2 separate regions of the Pan troglodytes genome follow, and region 2 is linked to region 1. A link is a contact called in public Hi-C data. All regions are on one chromosome and are shown on one strand. The core of a region is the stretch at or near the end of the contact, and the rest is flanking DNA. Distances in the headings are between cores, read along the strand shown. Region 1 overlaps CHRNA2 (cholinergic receptor nicotinic alpha 2 subunit). Region 2 has its middle 22 kb from the start of CLU.

Region 1 (5,371 bases), core at 1,916-4,415:
GCAGCTGGACAGAGGGGACTCTGGGCTATGGACACAGAGGACGGTGACAAAGATGGCTCAGAGGGGGCACTGCTGCTGCCTGGCCACTGCTCCCTAAGCCAGCCTGGTCCGTGCAGGGGGCTCCTGGCGGTGGGGGGGTGTCACATGGTGCCCCTAGCTTTATATATGGACATGGCAGGCCGATTTGGGAACCAAGCTATTCCTTTCCCTTCCTTTTCGGCCCTCAGATGTCCCTTGATGCACAGAGAAGCTGGGGAGGAGCTTTGTTTTGGGGGTCAGGCAGCCAGTGAGATGAGGGATGGGCCTGGCATTCTTGTACAGTGTATATTGAAATTTATTTAATGTGAGTTTGGTCTGGACTGACAGCATGTGCCCTCCTGAGGGAGGATCTGGGGCACAGTCCAGGAACAAGCTAATTGGGAGTCCAGGCACAGGATGCTGTGTTGTCAACAAACCAAGCATCAGAGGGAAGAAGCAGAGAGATGCGGCCAAGATAGGACCTTGGGCCAAATCCACTCTCTTCCTGCCCCTCTTTCTCTTTCTTCCTTTACTTTCCCTTTCTTTTCCCTCTTTTCTTACTCCTCCTCTTTCTCTCCCCGACCCCCATTCTCATCTGCACCCTTCTTTTCTCACGTGTTTGCATAAACATTCTTTTAACTTCTTTCTATTTGACTTGTGGTTGAATTAAAATTGTCCCATTTGCTTTGCGGTTTGTTTTGTTTGTTTGACCTGCCCTTTGGAGGATAATGGGGACTGTGAGCCAAGTCCTGGAAGAAACCGATTGTGTTCATGTTGGACAGAGATCAAGGGCTGTCCAGTGCTGGTCATTGGCCAAGGAGGTTCGAATGGTGATACCCGGCAGTGGGTCAGGGGTGTGCGCTGGCCCCTTTGCCCTTGCAGGGACAGTGGGGGGCAACTTTCCAGGGGGGACCCAGAGCAGTCCCCTCCATGGCCACATGAGGAATGCCATGTCATTTCTCTCTTAGTGGGCCCCCAAACCACCCAGGCTCTGGAGGGGCTTGGGTGACACTGGCGATGTTGAAGTGCAGCTGGCGAGGAGGGGGTCGCACAGTTGAGTGAGCAGTAGGTGCAGCTTTATTTAATCTCTTTATTCACATGCAAGATGGATAGGAGACGTGGATAACAGAAGTGAACATCACTGTCTCAGGAGAGTGGGTGTGGGAGCCTGGATCTGAGAGCTCCGAGGCCTCTGGAGAGCAAGTGGGAGGAGAGGGAGCGCTGGGAGCTGCATGCACACGAGTAGACAGGAGCCAGAGACCAGATGTGCCATGAGCAGGGGAGTTGTGGGAGAGAAGTGGGGCGTGGCAGGGCCTGGGCCAGGGCGTCACAGCCAGGCTGGTTTCCCCTGGGAGTGTCAGGGAGAGACATTTTGGAGTTTGGAAGGAGGGGACCCCTAGGACCAAAAGGAAACTGGAAGCTCGCCCTGCTCGGCTTCCTGCCTGGAGCCTCCATGCTGTCCCGAGAACCCAATGCCCACATCCGTTAGCTGCCAAGGTCCCACCCTCCAGTCTGGACAGAGTTGGGGAGAGGTCTGGTGCCCGATCCCAGGAGCAGCAGCTCGGCCTGGGATCCTGGGTGCAGCCTCAGACTTTGGGGTGGTGCATTGCGTTCCAAGGTGCACACACAGGCTGCTCTGAAGGGTCCAGAGCAGGTCAACACACCTCGGGGCTCTGGGAGAGACGAGGCAGGCTGATAAGGGACGGGACCAGAGCTTTGCCATCTACACAACAGTCCTAGGGCCCAAACAATCCAGCTTGCTCCCCTCAACCACTCAGAACAAACGCCTTAAGTGCTGACCCACTCACCCAGCGCTGTGCTAGGTGCTGGGGGTGGGAAAAATAACGGGCAGAGTCCCTGCCTTTGAGAAGTTCAGAATCAAAGGAACTAAAGGCAAAGATCTTCAACTCCCAAGTGAGGCCTCCTCCTGATGGAGCCAGGCACAGGGAACAGGGTTCCTGGGGAGGGAAGGAGGGGTGAAGGGAGGGAGGACAGGCCGAATGAGATGAGTTTGAGGTGGGTCAGGAGCGGCTCAGGATGGTCTTTCTTGTTTGCCGGCTGCACGTGTAGGGACATATGGAGCCCCTGCAGGCCATGGCTCTCAGCTCTGCCAGACCTCCTGGGGGCCTGCTGGTGCAGAGCCATTTTCCAGCAAGGAAGGGAGAGGAATGACGTCAAGGAGAAGCCTGGAGGCTCAAATGTGCTTCCAGATGGATGGAATAGCCCAGCCACCTGTATCCAAACATCCGTCCCTCCCCGGTAGGGAAGATCTGCCCTGTACCTCCACCTCAGGTGCAGGCCCTGCCTCCCGCTTCCTCCCCTTCCGGAAGAGCCCTTATTACTCCCCTGCTGGACCGTACAGCTCAGCACCCTGCAAACTCGGACAGACTCCAAACTTCAACCCCAGCCTGGCTTAGAGAGACCCCACCTGGCTCTCCAACCTCCCACCTCACCTGGCTGTTCTCCCTGGCACTTTGGGCTCATCTCCAAATCTAAACATTGTTCAGAGCCCTTCCACCTCCAAGAACCCTCCCCTTTGCCCCCACGGCCCCTCCTTTGAGGTCTGCATTCCCTTCCTCGTCACCCTGGCCCCACTGTCCCCCTGGTTGACCCTTCTGTCACTTAGGGTCTGCACTGCTCCTCCAGGAGAATCTTACTCTGCCCTACTTGGTCACCACACTACTGTGACCTTCTGCAGAGCTTCCCCAGCTCCTCCGTATCCAAAACAGGGCTTTGCACCCAGCAGGCTCTCAGCCCTGGTACAATAACGTTAAGCTGGATGGAAGCCTGCAATGCCTGGGTCAGTGTCCAGACTCCGTGGAGAGGCACCTGCTCACCCCAAAGGGGACACCAGAGGCAGCTGTAGCAGAGATGGTCAAAAGATGGTCAGCGGGGGTGCCCTGGGAGCCAGCTGGAGGGAGGTGCAGTTAGATCATTCCAGCTAGGAATGGAGGCAGAAAGAGGCCGATGGTCCCCAGGAAGCAGACGATGATAAACAGCCAGAGGAAGATCCTGTCGATGACCATGGCAACATACTTCCAGTCCTCCTTCACCTGTGGGGAAGACAGCACACAGTGACAGGGGCCAGGCCTGGGAAAGGGATGTGTTCCCCCCATTCACAGCCCCTGCACAGACGGCCACTGGGGGCAGCAGCAACTGCCCCACAGAGACCTTGGGGAGCAAAGGTCAGCGCAGGGAGCGGGGTGGGTGGAAGGGAGGGCTGTTTCAAGGCTCCAGTAAGCTCCACTGATGATTCCCCTCCCATCCCAGCCCCTCCACATGCCCAGACCTGTCCATATTATGCTCCCAGACTATAGGTAAAGGAGGCTAGAGGGACACAAGGAGGCGGCAGGAACACCCAGGAGCATGGGCCCTTCTAGGGGGCCTGCAGACTTCAATGCAACACCAGACTTTGCTGCTCCAGGTTGCCTCCTCACCCACCTGCTGGAGCTGGGGAGAGGGAAACAGGCAAAGGTGGCTGGGACCCCAGGCAGGCTGGGGGTGGGGCGGGGGCTTTGTAGAACTTGGGCTCACAGCCCAGACAAGGGAGCCTGGATTCTCCACTGCTCCTGGATGACGTCATGATTAATTTTCTTGTCTGTTCATCAAGGCCACTCAGTAATAACCCCCCGGCCTTTCATCATTCTCTAGGCTGATAAGAATTTTGTGCTAGAGTAGTGGCCTGCTCACATAACAATGGCAGACAGGAGCTGGGGCAGGGGTCAGGGTGGGGCCAATGTCATGGCAGGGGCGGGGGAGTGGAGTCCACCTGGCACAACCAAGAATCTGCAGGGTTTGTGGTTGAAGAGTGAAGTTTGCAAGATCCTCAGGAGCCCATGAACAAGGAGGCGGAGGAAGAGACCATCCAAGACAAACGACAAAGGCTGACACTGCAGCAGCTGACTTTCTGGGTCTCTCCTGAAATGCTCCCCCTGCCTGCCGCCACCTCCAAGGCAATGGTGGGAGCTGGCGGCCTGAGGGAGGCACGGGGTTCAGCATCCGGGGTCCTCCCTCTCTGGCTCTCAGGATCCCTGTTAGTCTGAGCTGCTCATGCCTGACTCTGTGGTGTGTAACCTGCCACCTGCCAATAAATGTCCTCAAAGCGGCCAGCTACATGTGCTCTCTTGCTATTTATTCCATCTAAGGACCATGACTGAGGGAAGTGGGCCTTCACGAGAGGGGCCTGGGCTGCCCAAGCTCACACTCTGTGATGAGTTGGTTCCCTGCTAAGTTGGTGGGGCCACCCAGGCTGGCGCCTCTCCCAACCCCAACGCACCGAAGAGTCGGCATCCTCAGACCGCAGGTGGTCGGCAATGTAGTGCACACCTTCCAGTGCCTTCTGCATGTGGGGTGATAGCAGCAGCTCACCCTCCTGCAGCAGAGCCTCAGCCTTGGGACCTGAGGCCCCAGAGTGCAGGTGGCCGTGGCTGCAGAGGGTGCCCACAGAGGGGGCCACATGACCTGCACATGCCCATCTGTCCTCCTCCTCCACCACCACCTCCCTCTCCTCGGCATCCACGTTGCTCTCCAGCCAGTGATAAGAGGGGCTGAGCTTCAGGTGTAGGGGGTGGCAGAGCTCCAAGGGTGGTGGGGGCCGGTTCATCAGAAGCCACCGGGGCACACAGCCCAGAAGGGTCCCCCGCACCCAGTGGGGCATGGTGTGGGTGCTGGGGGAGCGGTGGTGCACATTGAGCACGAAGACGGTGATGACAATGGACAGGGTGACGAAGATCATGGTGAACAGCAGGTACTCGCCGATGAGCGGGATGACCAGCGAGGTGGACGGGATGATCTCAGTGATGAGCAGCAGGAAGACGGTGAGTGACAGCAGCACCGAAATGCACAGCGTGATCTTCTCGCCGCAGTTGGAGGGCAGGTAGAAGACCAGCACAGTGAGGCAGGAGATGAGCAGGCAGGGGATGATGAGGTTGATGGTGTAGAAGAGCGGCAGCCGCCGGATGATGAAGGCGTAGGTGACGTCGGGGTAGATCTCGGCGCAGCAGTCGTACTTCTTGCTGTTGTAGGTGCCCGTGGCATTGACGATGGCCCACTCGCCGCTCTCCCAGTAGTCCTTCAGGTCCACAGTCTGCTCCATCTGCTCCAGGTCGATCTTGGCCTTGTCATAAGTCCAGGAGCCAAACTTCATCTTGCAGTTCTGCTGGTCGAAGGGGAAGAAGGTGACGTCGATACTGCAGGAGCTCTTGTAGATGGCCGGGGGCACCCAGTGCACAGTGCCCGTGGAGAAGAGGTGGGCCTTGGTCATGTGGGTCACTGCAAACTCCCCATCTGCACTGGGAAGAGGAGAGGAGCTGGGGAGACCCCTGCACACCCACCTGCCTGAGCCAGGCTACTC
Region 2 (4,910 bases), core at 1,130-3,629, 130 kb after region 1:
AGACACAAAAGGACAAATACTGTGTGATTCCATTTATATGGGGTATCTAGAAGAGTCAAATTCAGAAGCAAAGTAAACAGTGGTTCCCACAGGCTGGAGGTGGTGGGGAAAGAGGAGTTAGTGTTTAATGGGTACAGAGCTTCAGTTAGGGAAGATGAAAACGTTTTCTGGAGAGGGATGGGGGTGATGATTGTGCAATAATTGTAAGGAACTTAAAGTCCTTGAACTGTACACTTAAAGTGCTCACGATGGTAAAATTTAGGTTCTGTATATTTCTATATATTTCTCTATTTCATTGGGGCACTAGGACCAGCTACATAATTTGCAGGCCTGCCCAGTGCAAAATAAAAATGGAGGAGCCCTTGTTCCAAAATGTTTAAGAATTTCAAGAGGGTGACAGCAGGGCATTAAACTGAATGCAGAGTCCTTTGGAGCACTACCCAGGTCATCCTCCATGAAACCGAGTGCAGAGTCCTTTGGAGCATCCCCCATGAGCACAGGGTCCTTTGGAGGACTACCCAGGTCATCCCCCATGAAACCAAGTGCAGGGTCCTTTGGAGCACTACCCAGGTCATCCCTCATGAAGCCAGCCCAGCTGGGAGGTACGTAACAGTTAGTTTTCTGTGTCAACTTACCAGGCTACAGTACCAAGTTATTTAATCAAACACCCATCTCCGTGTTGCTGTGAAGATATTTTGTAGATATGGTTAACAATCAGTTGACTTTAAGTAAAATAAAGTATCCTTGATACTGTGGGTGGATCCCATGAAATCAGTTAAAAGGCCTTAAAATCAAAAATCTAGGTTTTCAGGAGAAGATGAAATTCTGCCTCAAGGCCACAGCACTAACTCAGCCTGAGTTTCCAGTCTTTGGGGCTGCCCTACGGATTTCGGGCTTGCAAGATTATAATCGTGAGCTAATTCCTAGAAATAACTCTCTTAATAGAAATATATATTGGTTCTGTTTCTCTGAAGAACCCTGACTGATACATAAGAAAAGAAATGGATTGGTGAAGTTAATAAAAACAAAAGCACAGCAGGCTTTGAAAATCATCAAGTCCAAATCACCTGGTTGTTCTGCATATGAGGAAGCCAAGGCTCAGAGAAGTGATGAAACTTGTCCAGTGTCACACAGCAAGCTAGGAAAGGCGGTGTCTTCACACTTCTCCATCAAAGAGTGCCTGGTAGCCGTGTGTTTTCTATAGCTTATATTTTAATTTCTAAACGTCTATGAATTTTGCATTCTATTCCATTATATAATTGTGTTTTCCATTTTTAAGTAGTGTTTTACTTTCCAAATCGTTTTCCCTAACATTTCTGCTCTAGGAAGGAGTGCCACGCCTGTTCTGCGGACTTCTGACCCCGCACACCAACCTGATGGAAGTAGTGAAGACAGTAGGGACGCACAGCACAGTGACTTAAGCCTGAAACCCTGAGGCTCAGTAAAACTTCAATTCCTAGAAGCCTAAGGCAATCGAATGTTCTAGAAATAGACTTTCCAGAATCAATGCAATTTTCGGTTCAGCTTTTAGATGCGTATAAGATACTCTTTCTTTGATGTGGGATTTTTCTGGTGCTTGAGATCTTCTTTCCCGAGCGTTCTCCTTGCTGAGATCTTTTGATATGGAGCGGCGTGCACGCAGCCCCTAGGTTGGGCGCTGAGGGGCATCGCTGATGCGATCCACGTGCCTCTCCGTCCGCACGCCGCTTCCTTTCCTGGTTTCCAGGTCCTCGTTTCTCCCAGCGCTGCCCTCCCCATCTAAGCCCAAGGCGCCGTGAGCCCGCGCTGCCCCCTTGTGGTCAAAGCCCTCCCCAGCTCAGGAAACGGGAACGCTTGGCGGCCAGGCTGGGAGTCTGTGCGCGTGACCCGGCTTCTGCTCGCAGCATCCAAGAAGTTGCAATCGCGTGGAAGGATGGGGAACGGCGCCTCCCTAGCTAGCGTGAAACTCAACCACAGCACAGCATTGAGGCTGTTGGCCGTGAGCGGCTCTCAAAGCTGAATTTGAGGTGAGAAGTCTCCTGCCAACAAGGCATGCGCAAATCTCACCATGTAGAGTGAGTGGCTTTCCGGCAGCTTCTCCCCTCCAGGCGGTCACCTGACCCCACACTCCTCAGGTGCAGGGCCGAGAAAGGGAGGGGTCCAGGTGAGCTCTGAGCGTCCCAGGGGATACAGCACCTGACCACCACTCAGAAAGCCCCCCCAAAAATACAAAGACAGAGAATTGAAGACAGATGCCACCTCACTTCACTAGTGGGGATTGGGTGGGGATAGCCCAACATCGGCAGAGCCAACCTGGCCACCTACATGGGAGGGTCCCCGGTGTAAGATGAGGCTTTGTGACCTAAGGAAGGCGGGTAGGTCGTGCTGACGGGGGAGAGGGGCCAGTGAAGCCCGCATCCCTAGGGACACAGCTCAGCTGAAGGAATCTCACTCTGGGCCTTCACAGGGTTAGCATCCTGTCGGCCCCTGCGCGGGGCCGGGGCGGGGGGGGATTCAGGTGGCCCCTGGTGGCAGCTGTCTTAACCCAGGCGAGGCACACAGGAGGACACCAAGCCCTGGTCTCCAACCTCAACCCTGCACAGCCTGCTAGTCGCACGCTAAAGTGATTGAGGAATGGCACAGAGACGGGAGCGAACCCCCAGGGAGGCACCAGGCGAGTTGCCGAAAAGGAAGAGTTCGCTACAGGACAGACAGTTGGTTTCAAACTGGAAGGGATGTCTCCGAGTCCCCTGCGAGAAAGATCTTATCCTTAGGTCTGCGGTTACTGTTTACTTTACTTTACTTTACTTTACTTTACTTTACTTTACTTTAGTTTTTGAGAACAAGTCTCACTCTGTCGCCCAGTTTGGAGTGCGTTGGTGTGACCCTGGCTCACTGCCACCTCCGCCTCCCGGATTCAAGCAGTTCTCCTGCCTCAGCCTCCCAAGCAGCCGGGATCACAGGCGCCCGCCACCATGCTCAGCTAACTTTTGTATTTTTAGTACAGACGGGGTTTCACCATGTTGGTCAGTCTGGTCTCGAATTCCTGACCTCAAGTGATCCACCCGCCTCAGCCTCCCAAAGTGCTGAGATTATAGTCGTGAGCTACCGTGCCCGGCCAGGTTTGCGGTTACTAGAATAAGGCAAAAGTTGGGAGCTATTTCCAAAATGGAAGACTGGAAGACAGAAGAATACCTATGAGTACCCTCATCTCAAAGTCCAGGTGGGGCCTTGAGTCAGTAAAAAGGAAGAATTTCAAGGCAGTATCTCAGTAAAGATGCACTAAATATCTGAGCCTGGTGTATCTTAGTTTCCACCCTGGTTTTCTTCCCCATATGGCAGGGCTTTTAGAGATTAAGAGAGGTCCAGACATTTCCAGAAAATTCTTTTTTTTTTTTGAGACGGAGTCTCACTCTGTCACCCAGGCTGGAGTGCAGTGGCGCGATCTCGGCTCACTGCAAGCTCCGCCTCCCGGGTTCACGTCATTCTCCTGCCTCAGCCTCCCGAGTAGCTGGGACTACAGGCGCCCGCCACCACGCCGGGCTAATTTTTTCTATTTTTAGTAGAGATGGGGTTTCACCGTGGTCTCGATATCCTGACCTCGTGATCCGCTCGCCTCGGCCTCCCAAAGTGCTGGGATTACAGGTGTGAGCCACTGCACCTGGCCCATTTCCAGAAAATTCTAAAACAGACTTACTGACATTTTGGGTTAAAATTTTTGACACACACAAAGTGAGATTATATTGTGTTGTGCTCAAGGTAATTGCAATTAGAGTTTTAAAAACCAATACCACCAGGCATGGTGATGTGCACCTGTAGCCCCAACTACTAGGGAGGCCGAGGCAGGAGGATCACTTGGGCCCAGGAGTTGGAGGCTGCAGTGAGCTATGATTCCACCACAGCACTCCAGCCTGGACAACAGGGCAAGAACTCATCTCTATTTAAAAACAAACAAACAAACAAAAATGCCTCGTGTTCTCTAAGCATGTGGGCTGGTGATGGGCACAGGTTTCAACGTGGAAAACAAACACCTTCCTTTGACAGTGTCAGTGCATCTCTGTGGTTTTATACTCATGAGGTCATTTGTAAATATGTTGAAGTCTTCTTATGAATATGAGGCTGGAGTAAGTGTCCCCCTGTCACCCCCTCCTCATGATGAACCTTAAGGATGGGGGCTAGTCTTTATAGGATTGGGCACCTGAGCAGGACTAGGGGTGAAGGTGGGGTCCTGGGAGAATGTCTGGCACCAGCTCAATGTCATGGTCTTTGTTCCTCTGGGTGCTGGTGGCAACAAATGAGGACAGGCAGGTAGTATTGCTGTACCTCTCCCTGTCCCCTTTCCTACCCTGAGGAAGTCCCCACCCTGCCTTGGGCTGGACCAGAGCTAGCTAGTGGCAGCTGTTGGACCTCCAGTGAGCTAGCCCTCAGCGTGGCATGGTGGGGCCCAGGGCAAGAGGAGCTGTCCACACTGTGATGTGGCCCCGGCCAACACTGAGAGATGCCATCATCTAGGAGGATTATGACCAAGGGGCTGGGCTTACAGGTTAACCAGATCAGCGTAGGAGAAGAGCAAACAAAGAGTTCATTATTAACCTTGTAAATGTGTCCCCCAGGCCTGGCCTTCGCTGCTATCACATTGGCTGACTTAGTAATCATTGGTTCTATAATAAACCGTGGAGACCCAAGTCCTCTTTGCATTGTCTCTAGAACTACTGGATACTTCCTGGGTTTGCCACTATCCTATTTTCTAGTGGGGCCCTGTGACCCCCAGAGACAGACCTGTGTTCATTCTTAGCTTCAGCACTTACCAGTGGCACAACTGCAAAAAAGTGGTCCCTGTTATTCCCACAGCCCAGCCTCTCTCGGGGTGACCTCGCCCTGGGATGCGTCATGTCTCAGCCTCACGCTTCATTGTGGATAACAGCTCCTGG

The links. Hi-C and Micro-C count contacts between places; a contact is called where the count stands out from the background.
Region 2: a Hi-C map of induced pluripotent stem cells shows a contact between it and region 1, with 3 times the contacts expected there. The contact joins two enhancer-like sites. A contact is called at or near these places in 5 of 7 Hi-C or Micro-C datasets (blood, induced pluripotent stem cells, a lymphoblastoid cell line and 1 more) and 1 of 1 other capture datasets (stem cell-derived neural stem cells).

Annotation. Positions count from the first base shown.
Region 1 is chr7:35,804,121-35,809,491 of NHGRI_mPanTro3-v2.0_pri, forward strand. It overlaps CHRNA2 (cholinergic receptor nicotinic alpha 2 subunit), which reads right to left. Exons shown (of 6, transcript NM_001033935.1): 5 at 4,295-5,309; 6 at 2,946-3,071. The coding sequence ends at 2,946. It overlaps PTK2B (protein tyrosine kinase 2 beta), which reads left to right. Exons shown (of 36, transcript XM_009455073.5): 36 at 1-703. Among named protein-coding and RNA genes, the nearest start is that of CHRNA2, 9.7 kb to the right of the region's middle. Within about 2 kb of position 3,166, at least 2 of the 24 cell types and tissues checked have an H3K27ac peak or open chromatin away from gene starts, as enhancers often do. A contact at or near this core is called in induced pluripotent stem cells, where this site is marked.
Region 2 is chr7:35,935,987-35,940,896 of NHGRI_mPanTro3-v2.0_pri, forward strand. No RefSeq gene overlaps it. Among named protein-coding and RNA genes, the nearest start is that of CLU, 22 kb to the right of the region's middle. Within about 2 kb of position 2,380, at least 8 of the 24 cell types and tissues checked have an H3K27ac peak or open chromatin away from gene starts, as enhancers often do. A contact at or near this core is called in induced pluripotent stem cells, where this site is marked.